3 separate regions of the Mus musculus genome follow, and regions 2 and 3 are each linked to region 1. Evidence: chromatin contacts called from public HiChIP or PLAC-seq and capture Hi-C data. All regions are on one chromosome and are shown on one strand. The core of a region is the stretch at or near the end of the contact, and the rest is flanking DNA. Distances in the headings are between cores, read along the strand shown.

Region 1 (4,340 bases), core at 1,403-3,902:
ATATGGGTACCTTCTCCCATGGTGGCTCACAACCACATGGTTGCTCACAACCATCTGTAATGGGATCTAATGCCCTCTTCTGGTGTGCATGAGAACAGAGCACTCACAGTACCCCTATTCACAAGGGTATTATTCAAAATAGTCAAAAGGCAGAATTAGCCTAAGTGTCCACTAGCAAACAAATGTATTACAGGACACAGTCTGGCCATAAGATGAAATATTATTCAGCATTTAAAAAGAAGAAAAGTGGGTTTAGTGGCACACAATTTTAGTTCCTGCACTCAGAAGCAGAGGCAGGAGGATCTTGTGAGTTTGAGGCCAGTCTGGTCTACAAAGAGGTCCAGGCTAGTCAAGGATACATAGTGACACCCTGTCTTGAAAAATTCTGACATGCTCTCTACCAAGGATGAGCCTTGGAGATAGAACAAGTGAGTCAAGCCAGGTTTCAAAAGATACATACAATATAGTTTCATTTATACGAGGCTCTTGAGCAGTCAGATTCATAGATAGAATATAGGATGGTAGTTGCTTGGGAACATGAGGGAGTGTAGAGTTAGTGTTTAATGGGCACACAATTTTGTGGGGAAAGGTTTTTTTTTGTTGTTGTTGTTGTTTTGTTTCGTTTTGGTTTTGTTTTTTTGAGAAAGGGTTTCTCTGTCTAGCCCTGACTGTCCTGGAACTCACTCTGTAGACCAGGCTGGCCTCGAACTCAGAAATCTGCCTGCCTCTGCCTCCCAAGTACTGGGATTAAAGGCATGAGCCACCACACCCGGCTTGTGGGGAAAGATTTTAAAAAGCTTCTGGAAATGATGGTTGTGGCCGCTGCACAAGGACATTAAATGTGAATGTACTTTGAATGTATGTACCATTGAATTCTATACTTAACATGTGGTGGTGGTGACAAATATTGTATTATTTGCATGTATACTTTGCCAAAATAAAACCACAAGTCTAAAGAGTTGCTCTGTGCACTGGCATGAGACTCAGTAAAACACAGTTGATTTTTAGTGATCTTTCTAAAAGGTGCTGGAGATGGTCTCCCTTGACACTTTCTCAGCCGTGAGGGAACAGAGGACCACAATTCCCAAAAAGCAACTGACTACTTCTTTGGGAAGGGAGTTCTTGCTTCACCTGGGTCCTGACCCAAGATAAAACCTGTGCTAGGTAGTATGCATATAGATGGGCAAACCAGTCCACACCGGATCTCGATGTCCTTCCCCAGATACAACTCCTCAGGAAGCCAGGGGAGGGAGATGACACCCCCAGCAGGCTGTGCTGTGGGCCACACTGGGCTTCAATCCTGCTGGGGTTTTTGATTCTGAGAAAGTCATGAAAGAGGTAAAATTACACAGCCCACTTTTAGGACCATGTCCTTAAAACTCCCAGAGAGAAAGCTGCAAAACAAGAAATAGTCTTGGTTCCAAACACATAAGCTGTGTGCCGGAGCCTAAAGCCCACTGAGCAGTGCAGTGAGAGCCAGCTTCCTCCAATACCCAGAGGGATAAACATGATTCGTCCCTTCCTCCCACCAGTACACTGTCAGGGTACATCCCTATTCCTCCTCTCTGACATATTTTCCACATAGAAAACAGGAAGCTTGTATGTATACTGACACCTAGAGAGGCCACTCAACCCAATACCAGAACCAAAGGCTAATAATGACCACACTTAAATAGTCAAATATCTATCAAATACATATGAAATGCCATACCACTGCAGATTAGGAATTGTTGTCAGCATAAGGTCCTAAAGTAGACCAGGAAGGGATTATGGATCTAAAACACAAGCAAGTGAGACCACTGCACAGGAGCCATAACACGCTACACACAGCCAGGGAGAGCACAAGAACAGCACAGCGCATGCACAGCGCCTGCAAGGAAGAGACAGGCAGGAGCCCAGCCAGGGAGGGCCTCCTACACCAGCAGCATTTATAAGCCGTTCAGGAGAGGGAGAATCCCAGGAAGTTCCCAACAGGTTTGTCCCACATATGGGGCATACAATATAGAAAGGGAAGGAGAACAGGGAAAGAGGCCAGCTAAGAGCAACTGGTCAGGCAGACCAGGGCTAGACCAAGTCAGCGAAGGCAAAAACCAGGGTGAAACCAATGTTATGGACTCTGAAGACAAACAAACATAAGACGCAACCACCAGCAGTGAAGCCCACAGACACACTGAGCCTGAGTTCAGCAAGGCTCTCCACCTCCTCGATTCCCTTCTGACACTGCTCACCTGTGGAGCCGTCTGTCCTATGTACATAGGAAACTGAGAGGAGTGCGTCCCAAGGACACCATTTTAGAAACATGCCATTGCAAGTGACATTTTCGGGTGTCAGAGTTAGTCTTCTCTGCTGGCAGACTGAATGTGCCCAGCTGACAAGAGAGACTGTGACACCAACAATTATAGAAACAAATTCAACCTAGAATCTGGAAACCAAACTGTTGTTTCCATCTCGTCCAGCACATTCAGCAGACAATATGGTGGGCCCCTGGCAGAGGGCCCTCACTTCTCAACCCTAGCAGCTCAGGGAGACTGGAAGGAAGCCAAACTTCATGACCTTTCAGAGTAGCAAGTGGTGAAAATACCATACAGGTATAGGGTTTCTCAGGGCAAAAAGACAGCACAAAAGAGCACACGTCATGTGACTCCACTCAGCTGCACCTCACCTCCAGAGACAGACAAGATCAGCGGCTGCCTCTGCAGGTGTGCTGACAGGAAGCCTGCCCTGAACAGCATCAAAACAAAACCCAACCAGCCTTGTGTGAGGTTGACTGTCCACATCTTGGCAGGGTGCAGACTACAAACATACACATTTGTCAAGAATGCATCAACTAAGATTTGTACATTGTATTTCCTATAGGAAAAACATAAGGCCCCATCTCAAAAAACCAAAAAGGAAAACCATATCTCAATGAAAACATCAGAAAGCAAATATACAATATTTGTTATACATATAACATATACAAATAAATTTACTATAATCATAACTGTAAGTAAATGTATGAAGTATATGTATAAATGTATAAATATATACACACATATAAATTGGATTCTTAAGACTACCCCTATGGAGGGGTAAAAGTTTCGAGACAAACTGAAAGTCACCTTTTTTTTGCTGTTTGTTTGTTTGGTTTGGTTTAGTTTGGTTTGGTTTGGTTTTTTTTTAGTTTTTCGAGACAGGGTTTCTCTGTGTAGCCCTGGCTGTCCTGGAACTCACTTTGTAGACCAGGCTGGCCTCGAACTCAGAAATCCGCCTGCCTCTGCCTCCCAAGTGCTGAGATTAAAGGCGTGCGCCACCACCGCCTGGCACTGAAAGTCATCTTTTGTCTTATAAAATTTATCCTTACATTGCAGGACTGGGAATGAACCTGAAGAACCTGTAATTCAAATACATAAACAAGTAGGACACGACCTACTCAACATCACACAGAAAAGCAGTTTCAGAGTGCTGACCAATCTCGGATGTCCTAGGTCCTCATTTGAGACGTATTTCTCTGTTTCAAATGAGTACCAGGGGCTGGAGGAATGGCCTAGTGGTTAAGAGCACTGACTGCTCTCCCAGAGGTCTGAGTTCAATTCCCAGCAACCACATGGTAGCTCACAACCTTCTGTAATGGAATCTGATGCTCTCTTCTGGTGTGTCTGAAGATAGTGACAACGTACACACATACATGAAATACATAAATAAATCTCAAAAAGAGAGAGAGAGAAAGAGAGAGAACTGGAGAGATGGCTCAGTGCTTAAGGGCACCAAGTGCTCTTCCGAAGGTCCTGAGTTCAAATCCCAGCAACCACATGGTGGCTCACAACTATCTGTAATGGGATCTGATGCCATCTTCTGGTGTGTCTGAAGACAACTACAGTGTACTTACATATAATAAATAAATAAATCTTTAAAAAAGAAAAAGAAGGAAGGAAGGAAGAAATGAATGCCAGAAAAAGCCAAGAAAACAGAAGCTAAAGGTAGTTTTAGGGACCAGTTTCATTTAAGCATCAAACCCGGAGTTAAGCCAAACTGTTCTTCCTACCAAGCAATCTGAATCAGGAGATTAACTTTCAAACAATAAAAGTATTTACCTCCGTGAGTGAGTCAAGAGCCCTTCTACTAAATGGCATCTGGACACTGCCTCATTGAGCCTCTCTACCATAACAAGTAGCCAAAAGAAATGACTGACAAGAAACTGTGGGTAAATAGAAAGCCCCGTGGGTGGGTGTCATGAAACTGACTCAGTGTGGGACTTGGGAAAGCTCCCACCAAGGCAGGAGAAGCACATGTTGCCTTTGTTCAGATTCCTGGCACAAACTGGAGTGGCTTCTTTTGCTTTGCATTTTCTTTGTGGGAGG
Region 2 (4,887 bases), core at 612-3,111, 300 kb before region 1:
AACATTCTCACATGGCTTGAGATCAGTGTTTGTCCCCTAGAGTGTCCTGCAGCCTGGCAGGCTGGCTCCTAGGCGTAGGACAGGTTAAGGGCACAGAGCACCATGTGTCTAGCTTTGCCAGAAGAAGGCTGTCAGGAAACCAGGGCCAGCACTGGCACACTCTAGCAGTACACTCCAAGGCCGTGGTTTCTCAGGAGCAAGGAGGTCACAGTGGTCTTGTCTGTCCTCTGTACCCCTGCCAGGAGCCCCCTCCTCAGAAGGTCCAGTATGTTCAGAACTGTAGGGACAAAACATTCAGAAGGTGGTGGCTCTGTGCCAAGCATCCCTGCCCTCACCCACCAGGTGGAAAAAAGGCCTAAGCCATAAACTAGAGAAAAAGAATACAGTGTTCCGCCCTGGTACAGCTGGACTGACAGTAGTCTAGGATCAGTGTGCTGATGCCACCAAGCACAGCCTTCTACAGACTAGCTCCCGGGCAATCACAGGATACCCCAGGCTCTGCCTCAGTGAGCACTCAGGCCTCCATTTCCACTAGTCCTTGTGTCATAAGCTCCCAGACAGCTCAGGCCCCCTAGTGAGAAGGTCGGCAACAGGTGGGAGGCCTCCCCCATGCAATACCCTAGGTCACCTTGACACCGGTCCCTTGGCCTCCACGAAAGTGAGAGTCTCCCCTCGTTCAGTGTGCACTCACTGAGTGCCACCCTGAGAGGGAAGAAGGGAAGAGGATGGTGACAGGCATGGTGGGAAGGCACTAGCCCACTGTCCGTGTGTCTGGCTTATGGTAGCAGTGATCCCACCGCACCAGCCTCAGCAGCTAGCCATTGTGGTGTGAGCGCAATGGTACTCACCACATTCCAGAAGAGTGGGTTGAACACAATGGTGATCACAGCCGCCACAAAGCTGGGCTCTGTGGGGTCCATGTAACCCAGCAGCCAGCTCATAACGAAGAGATCAGCCTGCAAGGACAGAGCTGCCATCAGCGGGAGGCCTATCTAGCAACACCCAGAAGCTGCCAGGACCTGTGAGCCCCCAGGATGCAAAGACTCCTGGGAAGATAAGGGAAGCTTGGGATATCCAAGTCCAGACACAGTCACTGCACTTAAGTCTCATAAAACAGAAGATAAAAGGCTAAAAAACTAGTCAGCCGTGTCAACTGTCATGAGAGTGCTAGGCTAATGGTTGCGGAGGTGCTCATGGGCACTGTATGCAGAGATCTGTGGCTCTGAAGACAAGATCCCAAGAAAGGAGTGACATTAACCCTGGGTGTGATTGATTTCCTCTTGGATGAGGGTTCTCAAGAGACTCGAGGAAAACTCAGGTGGCCAAAATACACAGGAAGAGAAGGTTGGCCTCGGGAGACAGCAGGAAGAGCCAGTGACCACAGGTAATGGCCACTTCTTCCAGAGCCTCAGGGGGAACAGCATGACTGCAACTGTGCAAGGGAGTGATTCTACACACAGCATGAAGAGAGCAGACTACACCACTCCCTCCAGCTCACACTGGCAATAGCCGGAGGTCACACAGACAACCCAGGGCTACAAATACGGCTCAGTGGAAGAGCAGTTGCCTACTATGTACAAAACCTTAGATTCTATCCCCAATACCACCACCAAAACAAAACCACAAGATCAACCGAGGTGTATGGTATGGCCCATATGTGAAGACCTTAAATCACCAAATTAAACAGCTCCATTTACACATAAAAGCCCTGAAGTGCTTGACATTCGGGGTGAGTTGCCAGTGCTGTGCTGTGCTCTGCTCTGCTATGCATTCTACAATGCCTCGCAGGCCTAGATCCTGGCTTCCACCCAGTGGAGGGTGGCAACTCCTCCCCACTGAAGCAACCAGAGATGTCTCCAAATGTAAAGTAGAAACAAACTCTCTGAGTGGGAGGGAGTACTGCCCACAGGAGAGAGGAACAGCCAGTCACTTCCTGCACCACCTTCTTTCTTCAGGCAGTGAGTTTTGGTGCCAGGTGGTGAATATTGCTGGGCCCTTGTGCTCTTCTCTAAACATCTCCAGTTTCCAGTTTAGGAAGGATCTTGAAGGCCCAGAGCACTGATAAATTGTATTGTCTCCCCCACATGCAACTGAAATAAAAGTGGCACTAAATTGTAAATAAGGCTTCGTGCACCAGGCCTGTGGCCTCTCTCAGACTCTGCTCTCTCTCATGCATGCTTTGCTGTTTCATTTCAAAGCGTGCTTCCGCCCACCCCCCTCCTCCACATTAGAGGGAGGCAAGGAAATAATGTTCTACATTTGCTAGTATGCCACACACAGAGACCCACCCAGGGTTGCCCATCCCTGGAGAGAAAGCAGTAGATTTTACCCATGTTCTTACAACACCCAGTAACCACCTCCTGGGAAGGCTCAGCCAGCAGCCAGTCAGCCCAAATTGCCCAGTGTGACACAGGGGATACTGGAAAATCACTAGGCATGGAAGGTCTTCCACTGTGGCCTCCCTGCCCAATCGGACCACATTTCTCACCAGGATATGGGATCAAGGGCAGGCTAAGCATTTGCTAAATACTCAAACCCAGTATTCAGCCACCCATATCCACAAGGGATATACCAAGACCCCTACAGATGCCTACAGTGCAGCTAGCACCAAAAACTACATGTATTATACTGTTGCTGTTCTAATATACATGCATCTCCAATAGAAATTTTGCAAACCAGGCACATCAAGAGGTTAACAATAACTACTCATTAACTAGAACCAGAGCTGGGCGTGGTGACACACACCTGGGATCCCAGAACTCAGAAGGCAGAGGCAGGCTGATCTCTATGAGCAAGTCTGGTCTATGGGCTGTCTAACGTAGTGACTTCCAGGTCAGCCAAGGTTACAAAGTGAGACTGTCTCAAAAAACAAAAGCAAGAGAGGGACTGGAGGATGAAACTAAAACAGACTGAGATAAGTGGTGTAAATTCTCCCTCCCTCTCTCCTCTGCTCCACTCACTGTCCTGCTGTGGAGCCCTCAGCTGCAGGCTACAGGTGTGAGATCGTCTTGCTCAGCAGAGAACAAGCCATTGGGGGTGCCCTAGTGTGGGAGCAGGGACGTGAAGCACCTCAAGTTCACCAGGGTATTGATAAATGAATGACAGAGAACTTGCTGGGAACCCAGGGAGAATGAGCCTGAGGGCACAGCCTCATCCCAGGCTGCTGACGGCTCAAGAACACACAGGGGATACATCAGGCAAACCTGAGCCCCTGGACAAAGTCTCAGGAAGCCCTGGATGTGATCAGGGCCTCTTGGCACAAGTTTGGGCTGCGGGAAGTAAGGTCGTGTGCTCCTAGGGCACACAGCACTCGGGCAGGAGGAAGCCACTGGATCGACCCTTAAAAGAGACCATGTGCCTTACAGGAAAAGGAGGGGACTGCAGCTGTGTAGCCCTAAAGCCCAACAAGACAGCCAGTCTTTCTTCCCTTTGAAGACAGGTATTAAGCATTCCTGATCACAAGGCCCTGAGCTGGGGGTGGCCGGGGCTGCAGGAAAAGGAGAGAGGAAGCTGGCCTAGGCACAAGAGTCCTGACTTGGCCTGACCACTGCCAGAGCATGCTGCTCTTACTTCTGCCAGCTGGACCACATACCCTTACCCAGCAGGAAGTCCCTACGCATCCCAACCCCTCCACTGCAGCCTCCCGCCACACCCTTGCCTCATTCTGTCTAGTCAGTTCTGAGATTCCTTACATAACCACTTCGTCCATTTCCTACCCTCACCATCGCTGTTCTAAAGGCTCCCCCAGGGCACAGCAAAGGACCTTCATGAGCCCCTATGTTCCGCTTCCCTTCTGAGCCCTCCTAATGGCAGCTGGAACCCTGCTGGTCACCCTCACTCATACCTCCTCACCGACATTTGGCTCACTCAGCATAGCACGTCAGCAGGTGGGCCCCATCCCTCCCCACAGACTGGACCTTTTTACAGCCTCCCTACCCATCCCTTCACAAAGGTTCTGTGCATGCTGGGAATATCATCTGTCCCTCTACACAGAACAAATTCCTGCACATCCCTCAAGACCCAAATGGAACAGCCCTCACTTCTGACCAAGGCACTCTATGGGATTCCTCGAGTTCAGCCTTTGTGATCATCTGATCACTGTCCCTGTCTTCAGCTACTCCGCAGAAGGACCACGTTTTCATTGATCTTTGTGTCTCCATTTCTGACTGCCAAGGCTGGCAGAAAGTAAATATTTGCTAAGTGAACAGAAGCCCTTCTTTCATCATCAATAAAATTTGAAGGCTAATGGTCATCTCCAGGGCGCTCAGTGGCTGAGCCACCGTGTGGCCTCCTCCAGTCTGGCTTTGGAAAGAGACAAGAAATTGCCAAAGCAGCCCCTGGAGGGAGTTTTGCAAGCCACAGGACAACTGGGCAGCCAACATGACTAACAGGCCCCTCTGGACCTAGAGGCATGGCTTCTCGTAAGACCACAAGACCTGGAATCACCAGCTACCCAGACACTTTGCTTCACAGATATATACGCCTGCAGGGCTGAAAGATGAAGCAATGCGTTAGAAGAGTTGGTAGAGGTGAAATGCCAAGCCAGAGGAAAAGGAGGGACTTCCCAAAGCAGCTTGAAATCCTCGGGTGGGGCCTGTTTGCTCCTAGGTCTGCAAGTTAGGGGTAGAGGAGGGCAGGGAGGACACAGGTGGGAGGACCAGCAGTCCTGAGGCTCTAGCCTGGCCTTCCCTTGCAGTATCCTCCCCTACCTGTGTCCTCCTCTGGCTGGCCTCCCTGCAGCTCCCCCAGGACATGCTAGGCCCACAGGTCCTATAGACCCTAAGTGTACTGCACGTGAATGCCCACTCACACATATCCAAATCAAATAAACAATGTCATTTTTAAACAGTAAGCTCACCATATTAGGGAAGGAAAGTGGAGGAGGGG
Region 3 (4,409 bases), core at 1,187-3,686, 440 kb before region 1:
TAATCCCCCTCCCTTGCTCTGTCCTTTCTCTCCCTCTGTTCGAGGGAGTCATGTTAGATCTGAGGTCGATGACTCCTCATAGAAGTCCGGATGCCAAGAAACATTATTTGGTACACCTGCCCAGAGTGACCTCCCACAGAGCAGTGTGGCTGCCCTGATGAACCCTGTGCTTGGTGGCAGCAGAGTTTCCAAGGAAGTAACTAACAGAGAGAGGCCAAAGGGAAGTCATATCCTGGTTTCCTTGTGGTAGTAGAGGCCCAGGCAAATGGGAAAACAGCCGGTGGGGAGATCCAGACTCCCCAGGAGCCAGACCCTCCCTCAGCAGGCGTCAGCTGAGAGTGGATGTCAGATCAGTTCCTCATCATCCCAGCTGACTCACTGGCTGTAACGGCTATGCCTCCAAGAGGCTATTTGCCTGGGGCACTAGAAACTCATTGTCTCAAGTTTGATTTTTGTTTGACCGACTGAGATGGCTCTTGGTTGTCAACTTGACTATTTCTGGAATGAACTACAGTCCAGAAGTGGAGGGCTCACCTGTGATCTGGGTCTGAGGTAGGAAGACACATGCCTTTAAGCCAGATCCTGAGGCGGAAAGGGCTGCACCTTCTGCTGGAAGCCTATATAAGGTCATGGAAGAAGGACTTTTTTTTTGGTTTGGTTGGTTGGTTTTGTTTTGTTTTTCTTTGACTGCTTGCCCTTGCCTTACTAGCACATCCATTCCTTTATTGGCATTGGAGCCTATTTCTTCAGGTTTCCAGTACAGAAGCCCAGATGAGATGCCCAGACTCGCAGGACTGAGAAACTGCTAGATTCTTGGACTTCATGGCTAGTCATTGCTGGCTTCGTTAGACTGCAGCCTGTAAATCATTCCAATAAATTTCATATAGATGGGGGGGGGGTGAGATGAGATTCATTCCATAAGTTCTGTGACTCTAGAGAACCCTAATACAAAATCTTTGCCCATCTGTCTACAACAAAACCACTATTCAAATCCACCCTCCTATTGCCCCACCCTCCCATTGTCCCTGGGAATGTCTGATTCCCAGAACTGGGGTTGTTGCTGGGTAAAGGTGCAGCCGCTCCTCTCAGGAGCCCAGAAAGTCTCTCTGGTTTTGGACCACACAGGGGGAGGATGTTCATGGAATCTCAAGGAGGCTGCAGAACCTGAACCCGAGTGTCACAGTCTGAATATCTGTAAGAAGAAGGCGTGTAGCTGAGCCAGGAGCCAGGGCCACAGAGACGGGGAGGAGAGAGTCGCAAATCCAGAGAGGACAAAGCCTGAAGAATCCTGAGTGGCTTTTGGTGGGGAAGTACTCTCTGTTGACTGTGAAGTCCTACAGCACAGGCCACGCCCACTCCGTGTGAGGGGAGGAGCCAAGGGCCCCTGCTGAGCTGCATCCTAGCCCCGGGTCTAGGTTTTACTATTCCACTCCATCAGGTATCTTGGACAAATGGCTCCATCCAGGCACACAGGGAAGATCCAATCTCAAGTGTTACATTGAATCGTTATAATAACCTAGAAGAATGTTGTGTCGGAACAGTACAGGAACCACCCTGAAGCTGATTCTGCCAGCCAAATCAGAGATGCTGTGAGCATATAGACAAACGGTGGTAACTTCCAATTATAACCTGCCCACGGAGAGAGAAGTGCAAGGCTTTGCAGACGGAATCGAGGAATGAATATTGAACTGTGATGAGCAATGGAACATTACATCATCCCCAGGACCTTTCCCCCATATATTCGTTCACAACAAAAGGAAAGGGGATGATTTCCGTGGAAGGAGGCTGCAGACACATCTAATCAAGCACACCCCTCCCCTCCCCCAACCCCAACCACTCTTCTCCACCTTCATTCTCCTGGGCTGGGACTTTGCCCACCTCCCCTTTCTACCCACTGAAACCCTGACCATGACTTGGCACCTGGCTCTCAGTCTACATGTTTCACGACCTCCCCATCACTCCATCCAATGTGGCTTAGAACCATATTCTATTTATTCAGCTAAGGCTATTATGCTCCTGATATCCGGAGGAGGAGGAGGGTAACACTGGGGACCCAGCAGTATCAGTTAGGGACTCTCCAAGGTGCCAGGGACAGTGGGTTTGTAATCTTTCAGAAGAGAAACCGCCTGGCTCTTGTGGGAGGCTGGTGCTGAGGTCAGGTGTGATGGAGATATTTCAGGTAGGTGTGGCAAGTTGATTGTTCAGAGCAATCCCAGGGTCTGCATGTCACCAAACACTCCCCTAGAAGCCAAGCAGTGCTTGGTGGCCCAGGAAGCCAGTCTGCACCCTTGTCTGCTGTGTGACTTTGAGCTTCTACTTTAGGTTTTTACGGTCAGGGGAGGGGCTGGGTTGGACAATGTAGGTAAAACTGAGCCCTAAATTCCACCTCTGGGAGGGAGTACAATCAGAGAGTCAAATTAGAAGCTTGTCAGAGTCAAAGAGCTTGAGAGCCAGGTCAAAGGGCAGATTAGAAGCAGGCAGACAGTGGCCCTAGCTGCCCCTGGGCTGTAGGTAAATTCCCCAATTCATTCTCTCTCTCTCTCTTTCTCTCTCTCCCCCCCCCCCCGCCCTCTTGTGTGTGTGTGTGCAAGCGCTCCTGCACGCGCTCATGGAGGAATGCATTTGTGAACTCCAGTGACTCATTCACACACAGCAGACCACACTCCAGAAGGAATGTAGGGTACTCATTCCCTTTGTCCTGTCCATCTCTGTCTTTTTTTAAACAAACAAACAAACAAACAAACAAACATGTGTTTACTTATTTGTATGTGGTACACCACCTCCCCCCCCCCCCCCACACACACACACCAGTCTATGAATGTGGAAGTCAGAGGCAATTTGACATTTAGTACTTTGTTGACATCACGTGGGTCCTGGCCATTGATCCTATCTTAGGGCTTGGCAGCAGACACCTTCACTTGATAAGCCGTCTCACTGGTAGGCACCCTTTACGGGAGGAGACGGCAGGGAGCAGACATGGGAGCACTACCTATGGAGCTGATGTTTTTAGACAAACAGCAAATGTCTAAGCATGTCGGAGCAGCGCAGAGCATCTGGGGGTCCTGCTTGGAAGCAGAGCTGCCGCTGAGAAGGAGAGCCAGTGAAGCCAGGCTGAGGGGCTGCCGGTGGAAAAGACCTGAGGGAAAAGATATTTGCATCAAGTGGTTGACTGATTTTTTATTTTAGAGCAAACGTTGTCTGAGCAGAAGCCAAACCTACTGAACTGGGAAGCAGACGTCAGCATCTCAGCACCGCAGCCTCGCTTTCATCATGGAAACCTTGAAGGAGCTCAGAGTAGGGGGAGCAGCTGGCTTCACTCAGTTGCAGTGACTGTCACGCTCCCACTAATCTTGCTTCATGTGGATTCTCACCGGCTGACTCCCCACCTCACAGGCACTAGGCAAGTTTTCTACCACTGAGCCACACCCCAAGCCCACAAAAGCAGCCTGGCAGTTTCACCAAACAGTAGCATCTATGGATCAAGAAGTGTCCAATTCCAGACCCTAGGGCTCCAGAGGGACGCCGAGGCTGGGGTGCTGTGGGGAGGAGCTCCCAGCCCTTCTGGGGGTCCAGTGGGAGAGGACTGCTCTCAAGCTCCTGCCTGACTTGGCCCCTTGTTGGGTGGTGGCTAGAAGCCTCACTCACATGCTTGCCAAATGACCTCACCAGAGAGCCAACCCTTTTAGCCACCCAGTGAGGGTACAGGGTCCGGGCCACCCACATGTGATGGGAGTTACAGTCTCCCAGTCTCCCATAGCTGTGTCTTGGAAGGGAATCTGCCATCTTTGTGCAATTCTGTTTACTGGAAGCAAGTCACTAGGTGTGGGCCTACATGGGAGAGAGTGAACAAGGATAGGCACCAGGATGTAGATCCCCTGGAAGCAGTTCTAGAGATTGCATACATGTGTAGCCTAAAGTCAGCTTGTGGGCACAGGCCTGTGGGGCAAAGTTTGGCACAACCTTCTATAAGACAGAGGCTTTTGAATACCTTTTAGTTAGCCTTGATTCTGCCCAACTCATTTGTATCAGTGATATCCCCGCCTGGCCCACACATCCTTCTATATTCGGAAGGCCCTGTCTGGACCTTAGGGGAACCTATATCCTCAGGGCAGCCTCTACCCATGGGAGTGGGTGTGCCTAAGCCCTGCCTCTGTCTTCTTACTCTGTATGGTTCTTTACAGGACCTTGGAGATGTGTGAGCTGCGGGTACCAGAGCAGTGACCAGCTTCCAATGCGACCCTCGACAGGTCTCACTCCTGGTTGTCACTGCCCATACTGGATCAGGCCAGTCTGTTCATCCAGGGGGGAGGAGGGTGGGGGTGAAGGCTGGGATTCCTGAGGTAGTAAGGTGCTGTAGGGTGCCCTTCTAGCTTGTGTGTCCCTCACTCTGAAGAGCCAGCTGCCACACA

What was found. HiChIP or PLAC-seq counts read pairs in DNA pulled down with a chosen protein or histone mark. Capture Hi-C pulls out chosen DNA fragments and counts their contacts.
Region 2: a contact with region 1 is called in an H3K27ac HiChIP or PLAC-seq map of double positive thymocytes, with 6 read pairs. The contact joins two enhancer-like sites. A contact is called at or near these places in 5 of 39 promoter capture datasets (the HPC-7 cell line, macrophages, neutrophils and 2 more), 1 of 115 datasets of contacts at active chromatin or transcription factors (double positive thymocytes) and 2 of 9 other capture datasets (adipose tissue and pancreatic islet).
Region 3: a contact with region 1 is called in a capture Hi-C map of embryonic stem cells, with 3 times the contacts expected there. The contact joins two enhancer-like sites. A contact is called at or near these places in 1 of 115 datasets of contacts at active chromatin or transcription factors (pancreatic cancer cells) and 1 of 9 other capture datasets (embryonic stem cells).

The regions. Positions count from the first base shown.
Region 1 is chr11:60,331,764-60,336,103 of GRCm38.p6, forward strand. The region is part of intron 1 of Tom1l2 (target of myb1-like 2 (chicken)); the gene reads right to left. Among named protein-coding and RNA genes, the nearest start is that of Tom1l2, 19 kb to the right of the region's middle. Within about 2 kb of position 2,653, at least 49 of the 459 cell types and tissues checked have an H3K27ac peak or open chromatin away from gene starts, as enhancers often do. A contact at or near this core is called in double positive thymocytes and embryonic stem cells, where this site is marked.
Region 2 is chr11:60,030,865-60,035,751 of GRCm38.p6, forward strand. It overlaps Pemt (phosphatidylethanolamine N-methyltransferase), which reads right to left. Exons shown (of 7, transcript NM_008819.3): 2 at 849-956. The coding sequence starts at 941. Among named protein-coding and RNA genes, the nearest start is that of Pemt, 3.7 kb to the right of the region's middle. Within about 2 kb of position 1,862, at least 54 of the 459 cell types and tissues checked have an H3K27ac peak or open chromatin away from gene starts, as enhancers often do. A contact at or near this core is called in double positive thymocytes, where this site is marked.
Region 3 is chr11:59,892,240-59,896,648 of GRCm38.p6, forward strand. No RefSeq gene overlaps it. Among named protein-coding and RNA genes, the nearest start is that of 1810063I02Rik, 27 kb to the right of the region's middle. Within about 2 kb of position 2,437, at least 33 of the 459 cell types and tissues checked have an H3K27ac peak or open chromatin away from gene starts, as enhancers often do. A contact at or near this core is called in embryonic stem cells, where this site is marked.